Linked DNA regions of Sus scrofa: region 2 is linked to region 1. A link is a contact called in public Hi-C data. All regions are on one chromosome and are shown on one strand. Each heading gives the region's core, a stretch centred on a gene start, on an enhancer-like site or on the middle of the called end of the contact. The rest is flanking DNA. Distances are from core to core; before and after follow the strand shown.

Region 1 (4,323 bases), core at 624-3,123:
ACTTCTGAAAAGGATCTAAGAAGTGGAATTCCAGCAGAAAGAGGAGCTGTTGGTTGGAGCACCAAAAGCAAAAATCCTCCAGTCCCGCAGTTTTCCCCCGGGGAGGTGACAGCTATGACCTATCCTTAGTTACAGCTTGTTGGTTCTAGGGTCAACTGGAGACAGGGTCTAGGTGAGCGTGGGATCAGTATACTTTCTGGGTCTTTGTAAGCTCCAGGTGAGAGCAGCACAGAAGGGCCCCGGACACACCTGCGTCCCCCCTCTGGCTGGTACACCCGTCCTACTCACGGGTCCTTACTCGGCTTCTAATTTAACCTCTTCCCAGGCCTTCCATTGCGTTCAGTCAGCTAGGCCTAGCGTCTACAGCTGCTCAGAGCTGGCTCGACGTGCGTATTCCCCGGGAGATAGAAAGATCACTCCACCCCTTTTTATTTGTTTATTTGCAATTTCACAAAGAGAACCTTTTTACCGAAGCATTGGAAGACTGTTTTAGTCACTTAATGAAGTAGGCATTCCAGACCCAAACGGTAAATTACACACTTCAAGATATTTGATTCATTACCCACCCCTCCTCCTCTCGCATTTCCCAACACTTAGTACCAGATACACAAATCACAGGTTACGTAGGTCCAAACTCTCGTTCCGCTGTGACCGCCACCTTCCGTGTATCGCCCGCGGCTCGCTGGGGCCCAACCGGGACGGCGGGGGCGCAATGAAGCCGCAGAGCGCTTCCTGCTCCGCCGGGTGCAGGGCTCCTGGGGCAGGAGCGCGAGTGGTCCAGTCGGGAGGCTGGCGCGCTGCTGGGTCTCGGTGCCCGAGGCCGCCGCTCCCTCCTCTGGCGTCCGCCAACTTCTCTGCACCCGCCGCGCGGAGAAGCTCGCAGCCCCTCGCAGCCTCCCGATCTACCGGCTCGCCCTGCCCAAAGCCGCGGGGGAGAGCGGCTTTGCGACTGCCGGCCCCGCTGCGGACACTGCCATCCGGCGCCGGGATTGGAGCCGCCTCGTCCGCCCGCGGGGCCGCAAGGCCGCCGTCCCGCCAGCCTCGTTCGCCAACTCCTGGCGGCCTGTGACCCGGGACAAACTTCTGGCCGCCGCGCGGCCCCTGCGCGGTCACCCTCCCGGAAGCCGGCCTCGAAACCCAAGCCGCGGCGGGGCGGGACGCGAGCGGGAGGGAGCACGAGGCACCTCCCGGCAGCCGCTCTCCGCGCGGTGACACCGCCCCCGCGGCCGCCCCCCGCCCGGCTCCCCCCGAGGCGCCGCTGCCTCTCAGCGCCGGGCGCGGACCCGTAGGGCCGGCGGGGCCGGGCGCTCACGCCCTCTAGCGGGCCGCGGCAGCGCGGGCGGCCGTGACGTGGGCGCTCCCTTCAGCCGGCCTGCGGGGCACTGCCAGTCAGTCGGGGAGCAGGAGCCCCGCGCGCAGCCGGCGCGGGCTCGGCCATTGGCGCGCCGCCGCCCGGGGGCTGGCTCGGCTGCTGGCTGAGAGGCGGCGGGCGGGACAAGCGCGGCCGCGGCCCCGGCCACCGCGGCGCCGGCGGCTCGGGTCCCTACCCGGGGAAGGAGAGCGGCGGCGGGTGCAGCAGCCGGCACGGAGGGCGGATTTTGGCTCCGCGGGCGCGCCCTCCGCTCCCTCTTGCAGCCGCTCCAGCTCCGAGCGGGGCTGGCGACTGGGTGGGAGGATCCAGGACCTCGGCCCCGGCCCCGGGAGCCCCCGGAGTTGAGACTTCTGCAAGTGTTGGCACTTTGCGGGTCTGGCTCTGGTTTTGGGTGTTCACCCTGCTCTCCTCGCCGCCTTGGAAGGAAAGCTCCCGGCCGCCCTCGGACCTCGCGCCCACCCAGCGCCGCCGGGGAGCGGCCCGGCGTGCGCTCAGCACCATGAGCAGACTTGGGACTTGGCTGGTGACTTTGTACGGACTTTTGCTAACTGCGGCGGGGGATACGTTTTCAGGTAAGAGGGGCCGCACTCGCTGTGGCCTGGGGCGTGCGGGCCGGAAGGGGCCCGGGACGCATGCAGCTCCCGGGTGGGAGAGCACTAGCGGCGGACCGCGGGTCCAGACTGGGGAGCGGCGGCTCCGGCACTGCGTGTGCCAGTTCCCTGCCCCGGCGCGAGACCAGCGGGGAGGGAGGGCACCTCGCGCTCGGGCGGACAGAGCGGACGAGCCCGGGGCGCTGACTCCGGAGCCCGGCCCCAGGTCGGCCCCCGCCCCTTGGCGGCCTGGGTGCGTGTCGGCGCCACTCGGAGCCCTCCGCCGGCTCTGAGAGCAACAGCAGAAAACTTTGCCTGAAGTTGGGAGCTGCAGCCGCCGGCCGCCTGGCGTGGTCGCTGCGCGGTCCTTCCCACCCGGAGCGGCGGCCAGCCGGATCTCCGTGCCTGCTGCGCCCGCGCGATTGCTTCGGAGAGACTCTGGCGGCGGCGGTGGCGATCGCCGGTTTTCTTTGCCGTCCAGCCGCCGCCCGGCCAGAAGCTTGCCATGACCCCGGCTCGCCGCGGTGGTCGCGCCGCAGATCGAGAGAACCAAGGCAGTGTCCTCATCGGTCCCGGAGGGAGGACCTGTGGTCCGGACGGAGTGGCTGGTTGCCCGGGCCCCGGGCCGCTGCGGTTGTGTGCGGGTCAGGCTCCCTTCGGCCCCGGGGAGCTCCCGAACGGGGGCAGTGGTCAGCCAGCCCCGCCACCCGCCGCCTCGGGCTGGCAGGAAAGTGGCCGGCGGCGAGGTGCCTGCTGCGCCCGGGCGATCGGAGCCTGCAGAGCTCCTGGGACTAGGACGCGTGATCGGGAGTCGCGGGTCAGGCCAGGCTCGAGCCCTGCACGGCGTTACCGGGAGCACACACGCGGATAGACAGCCAGCGCTTGCACACGTGCACAGTTTCCCGTGTGTGTCAGTTTTCACGGAATGGTGGCCCTGGGCTTGTTTTTCTTCTAATAAAAAGCCTGCTATTAGTCCTTCAACTTGGGTTGCAAAATAGGTTTGTTTCTCTGTTTATTCGGGAGGAATGAGTAAGTTGAACTTTTTAAAATTTGATGGAGACTTTCACTGACAGTAAAAACGCATATTTAAAAGCATTGGAGACGTTTGGCGTTTGGCTGTGAGACCTGTGGAAACTTAACATCTTTACTTTCCCGAGCTCTGGACACACAGGCGGGGAGGCCGTGCCCCTGGCTTTGCTGAGCCGCGAGACCCTTGACCACAGTTGGCCACCACCAGGAAGCTTAGCGGGGAGTTGGCTCCTGGCTCTGTGCTGTCAGCTTCAGTAGAGAAATAACCCTTCTCCTAAGTTTAGTATGTCCTTAAGTGTCTGGTAATTGCACGTGCTCCAGAGGATTTAACAAAATGACCCACTGCTGTCTGCTGTAAAATTGATGCAAATTTTGGCCTGCGTTCTTTCTTATTAGTGAATTATAGAGTAGACTTGCCAGTTTCAGAGCCTTGAAACTCCTTAGTGTGAGAAGCCAAGGATGAGGGCCTTTGTGATGGTTTTCTCTTTATTAAGATCTATAGCTCCCTGGCTGGGATTTGTTTCAAGTTAAGCTGTGTCAGAAAGCATTTGGATGGATTTTCAAGTTGTAGGCAAGGGGGTGGGAACAAATATTTATGTAGCTTATTTAAATGATCGGTTTCTCATCTTTTTTTCTTTTTTTGGTTTTTTTTTTAGGGCCGCACCTGCGGCATATGGAAGTTTCCAGGCTAGGGGTTGAATAGGAGCTGCAGCTGCCAGCCTATGCCACAGACATAGCAAATCCCAGCTTGGAGTCTGCAGCCTACAAGGCAGCTCACTGCAATGCCTGATCTTTAACCCACTGCATGAGGCCAGGGATCGAATCTGTGTCCTCATGGATACTGGTCAGGTTCCCTGCTTGCTGAGCCACAACAGGAGCTCTGGTTTCTCATCATTAAAAGAGATTTCAGCCTAGATAGTACTGACTTGAGTCCTTGTTAAGTCTTACTTAAATCATTAGTCAAACCCAAAGAGATTTTTTTTTAACCAAAATTTAGTCAGACTTTTCTTTCAGAGGAAATTTATCATTCTACTTGTTTGTTATCATACCACGACTGAGCCGTCTTTTTATTTGGAAAGCCAGAGGATTAAGAGGAAATAAAGGATGGTATCCCAGAGAGCGTGCTTAGAAAAGGCGAAATTAAAAAAGGGGGGGGGCTTAGCAAATTTTGTGTATACAAGGATCAGAGAAGTTGCAGTGCATTATTGCTTTTGCCCTCCACTTGGTGTTTCAGGTAGTACATGTGGGAGGCACTTCATGCTTTGGAAAAATCTTTTGTGTGTGTGTGTTGGGAAAGTCAGTTCTGATGTTATGAACGACACTGACACTTAT
Region 2 (4,215 bases), core at 1,241-3,740, 130 kb after region 1:
ACCATCATTTTAGGAATTGCAGATATAAAGATAATTGTGATGGTTTCTTATTATTGGAAAAGTGTGGCTTTAACTATTTTTCCCACTTCTTGTTTTTTTTTAAGATTAAAAAAGTGAAAGCAACATTGACCCAGTAAAACCTGATTTAAATCAGACCAAGCCTACGGAAAACCTGGCCCTTAACAAGTAGTGACTGACTGTATCATAAAAGAAGACTAATTCATTTGTGCCACTGTCACACCTGCAGACCGCTGGTGTATTGCCGTATCCCTGCCGCATCGGTTTTCCAGAATCAATTCCTTCATCTTCACTGTGAAGATTTTTTAGAATCTAGCCGTGAACGTTCATTATTTTTTAACTCCATTATGGATACAATGAGACGTATACCATTCCCACTGGTCAGAGCACATACACACACACAGATAAAACGGAAGGCAGTTAATTCACTGTTCAATGCAAGACAGAGAAATGAGCAAAGATTAAGAGAGCAGTAGTAAAGACTGGCTGCTCCTGATGTAAACATATATTTGAAATAAACTTTAGAAAATGTGAGGTGATGGGACTCTGAACCTTATTTTATTTTTTTAAAACTGTTTATTATAGTGGTGTTACTGAAGAATTAAATGTTCTTATTGTTCATACTTTTATCAGTGGCACAGACCAGTAGTGTTTTAGGGTTGCATTTGACCGTAGATTTCCGCAGGTCCAAGTGGCTTATCTTAGCGGTAGGTGTTGCATCTGTGCAAGCCAGTTCAGGAGCTTACCCAGCTTCTCGCTGAACTTGGGGTCTTCAGCAGTGAGATGGCCATTATGGTCACTGGCCACATCTGAATGATGGACTGTAACTCGGACCCCAAATTTAACTTCCTTGTTCTTCTAAGCACTGATGTTTAAGTCTCCCTTCTGAGATGATGGAGTGTCATTTTTTTGTTGTTGTTCTTAAAAAAAAACTAGCTTTATTGATATGTAACCTACATACCATACAATTCACTGGGTTAGAGTGTACAATTCAGTGTGTTTGTATCCAAAGAGTTGTCCAGCCATCAGCACCGTCTGTTTTTCAGAGCGTTTTCATCACCCCTTAAAGAAGTTCTGTAGCCATTAGCAGCCAATCCCCAGTCCAACTCTAGGCAACTATTAATGTGCTTTGCATTTCTATGGATTTGCTTGTTATGGATATTTCTTAAGATGGAATCATTCAATACATGGTTTTTTGTGATGTTTTCAAGTTTCACCTACCTTGTAGTATGTCTCAGTATATTATTCTTTTTTATGGCTTAATGGTCCATTGGGTGGATATAGCACATCTTAACATCTCATTCATCAGTTAATAGGCATCTGGGTTGCTCTTACTTTCTGGCTATTTATGAATATTTTGCTATGAACATTTGTGTATAAGATTTTGCATGGGTGTATGTTTTCATTTCTCTTAGTTTTATACCTACTAGTAGAATTCCTGAGTCATGCGGTAACTCTATATTTATGTTTTAGAAAAACTGCCAAACTTTTCCAAAGAAGCTGCACCATTTTCATTTCCACCTGGAATGGATGAGGGTGGGTTCTGGTTTCTCCTCATTTTTGCCAATGCTTGTTATTGGCCCTCTTTTTGATTCTAGCCATCCTCCTGGTGAGAAGCAATACACACTGTGCATTTGAGTTGCATTCCCTGAGTGACTAATGATGTTGAGCATCTTTGCATGTGCTTGTTGGCCATTTGTATCTTGTTTCAAGAATTGTCTCGTTAGGTCCTTTGCGCATTTTAAATTGGTCTATTTTGGTTTTTTTTTTTTTTAATTTTTTTTTTTTCCTTTGGCTGCACCTGAGACATGTGGAGGTTCTCAGGCTAGGGATCGAATCCTCCTCATAGCAGCAACTTGAGCCACTGCAGTGACAATGCTGGATCCTTAATCCACCATGTCACAGGGGAACACCTCTTTTCCTCTTTCTTTTCCTTTTTTGTTTATTTTGGCCATGCCCATGGCATATGGAAATTCCTGGGCCAGGGATCAAATCCAAGCCACAGCTGCAGCCTACACCACACCTGAGGCAACGCCAGATCCTTAACCCTTTGCACAGAGCAGGGGATTGAACCCGTGCTTCTATGGTGACCTGAGCTGCTGCAGTGGGATCCTTAACACACTGTGCTGCAGTGGGAACCAGGAGAACTCCTATTTCTTGAGTTTTAAGTGTTCTTTGTATATTCTGGTTATCAGTCTCTTATCAGATATGTGGTTTGAAAAATATTTCTCCCACTTGTGAGCTGTTAGAGTATTTTTATTTTTACTTTTTTAGCACTCATTGTCCTTCCACTCTTCAGAGATTACTGATCCGTGACTTGCACAGTGCTGGTGCCCAGAAGGTCTTCAGTAAAGGTTTAGGAGTAAATGGATCGTGTATCTTCATGTCCCCTCTCAGCCTCCTTCCCACACTAAGCACATCTCATTCCTGACCGGGTCTCCCGTCCTGCCATCTCTCAATCTCTCGGATGGCTGCTGATTTGCCATCGGCATGGGTACACTGGACTGTCAACTCTTTGGACCTTGACACTGCTCTTCTCTTTGCTCAGCTGAAGCTTTCATGGCTTTTTAATGCAACTCTGTTAATTTTTAGCACATACACTATAATGTTCTGTCTTGGAATTACCGATCTAAGTGACACAAAGTGACGTCTTTTGTTGAAGAAGAGTGAGTATGTAAGTGAAGAATGGAGAATGTTGGCCTTGACTGCTGTTCCTATGAAAAGACCTGGGCCTTTCATTTAACTCATTACGCATAATTCACTAGTAGGATAAATTTTTGTTTTGTTTAGTTTGGGTTTTGGTTTTTGTTTTGTTTTGTTTTTTAACTTCTTTGTTTTCGTTTTGCTGTTTTGGGAATTTCTTGGTGGGTTCATTTTTATTTTGTTATTTTTTTCTTTTTAAAAATTGAAGTACAGTTGATTTACAAGGTGGTTTTATTTTTAGTGAAGAGCTTCCTGTCACTTGGGCTCTGAAACAATGAAATGGGTGATGCAAGTCCTGACTTCCCATCATTGACAGTATTTAAGCAGCATCTGGACAAACACCAGGCAGGGATGTGGTACAAGAGACTCTTGACTAGAAGGGACTGTGGACCAAGTAACTCTTAAGACCAGCCTCTTTCTCCTCTAAATCTCTTCTATGTCAAAGAAACTTCTGAGAAAGGCCGGTGCCTTTGGTGCTTGTGTGCATTCTGAAGTTATAGTAACCATATATTTTTTCATCAGATATTTTTTAACCCCCAAAGATTACTTTTATTCTTTACTAAATTATTTTGGCTTGTAAGGAGAATATGCTGTCTTTGGTATTAATTCTTAATGAATTTAAGTGTATACTCAGAAAAACTTTTTTGCTTAGTTGTGTATTTTCACTTTTTTTGGTCAAGTCTCACAGCTGTATTTAGTTAAGTCTTCTGAGAGACAGCCAAGTCACTTTTTTTTTTTTTTTTTTTTTTTTTTTGTGGAAAGCCAATAGCATGGCAGGTTTGAATTTATGTTGGAAAGAAGCTGTTTTGCAGACTTAGAAGTCCAAATAAACAGCCAAATTACTATTTCTCCCCAATTTGAATGTGGGAAAGTGAATGTGTGTTTGGCTTTTGCTTCTGGAACAACTTGAGAATGGGTAAATAGATTTTTTCTGTGTACTGTGTTAAACATTTGCAATTTTACAGCACATTCAAATGTGAGAAATTTAACCCCAAAGAATTATGTTAAGTAGCTAAAAAATATCGGTTACTTAGGATCCTCCGTTGTGTGCCAGGTGTTTTGGCAACTGTCATCTTTTTGCTAATTCCCCAAATAGCTATTGTTATAGATATTACAGTCATTTCTTTGGTATAGGTACTAATATCAGGGGCATCGAAGTTTAAGGTAATTAGGTCAAAGTCATAGAATCGGTAAGTATGGATAATAAATGTGGGATTAATATCCCAGTCTTCTTGGCACCCATCTGAGGTCTTTTCATAAAGCTTCTCTGAGTTATTCCACTTTCTGTTTTTTTGTACCATACTATGAGATGATACTTAAGATTCAGATATTTTGATAGTGCGAAATATCACTCTAGATTCATTACTGTGGTTTTTCATGACTATGTAACATCCAACATAGCAGCTTTTCTCTCTTTTAGTTAATAGAAACAGGAATAATTTATCTGTGTTTTCTGGAGTATTTATGAATCCAACCGCGATTTATATGTATATT

The links. A called contact is a pair of places that touch in the nucleus more often than the background predicts.
Region 2: a contact with region 1 is called in a Hi-C map of liver, with 3 times the contacts expected there. The contact joins the enhancer-like site here to the promoter of LOC106510670 in region 1. A contact is called at or near these places in 1 of 5 promoter capture datasets (liver), 5 of 47 Hi-C or Micro-C datasets (embryonic fibroblasts, fetal heart ventricle, liver and 1 more) and 1 of 2 datasets of contacts at active chromatin or transcription factors (skeletal muscle).

Annotation. Positions count from the first base shown.
Region 1 is chr6:100,090,017-100,094,339 of Sscrofa11.1, reverse strand. LOC106510670 reads right to left here and starts at 1,873. Exons shown (of 4, transcript XM_021097607.1): 1 at 1,615-1,873; 2 at 1,373-1,543; 3 at 608-1,307. The coding sequence starts at 1,873. The coding sequence ends at 613. It overlaps PTPRM (receptor-type tyrosine-protein phosphatase mu), which reads left to right and starts at 1,374. Exons shown (of 36, transcript XM_021097712.1): 1 at 1,374-1,944. The coding sequence starts at 1,872.
Region 2 is chr6:99,956,431-99,960,645 of Sscrofa11.1, reverse strand. All of the region lies in intron 1 of PTPRM (receptor-type tyrosine-protein phosphatase mu), which reads left to right. Among named protein-coding and RNA genes, the nearest start is that of PTPRM, 130 kb to the left of the region's middle. Within about 2 kb of position 2,490, at least 2 of the 83 cell types and tissues checked have an H3K27ac peak or open chromatin away from gene starts, as enhancers often do. A contact at or near this core is called in liver, where this site is marked.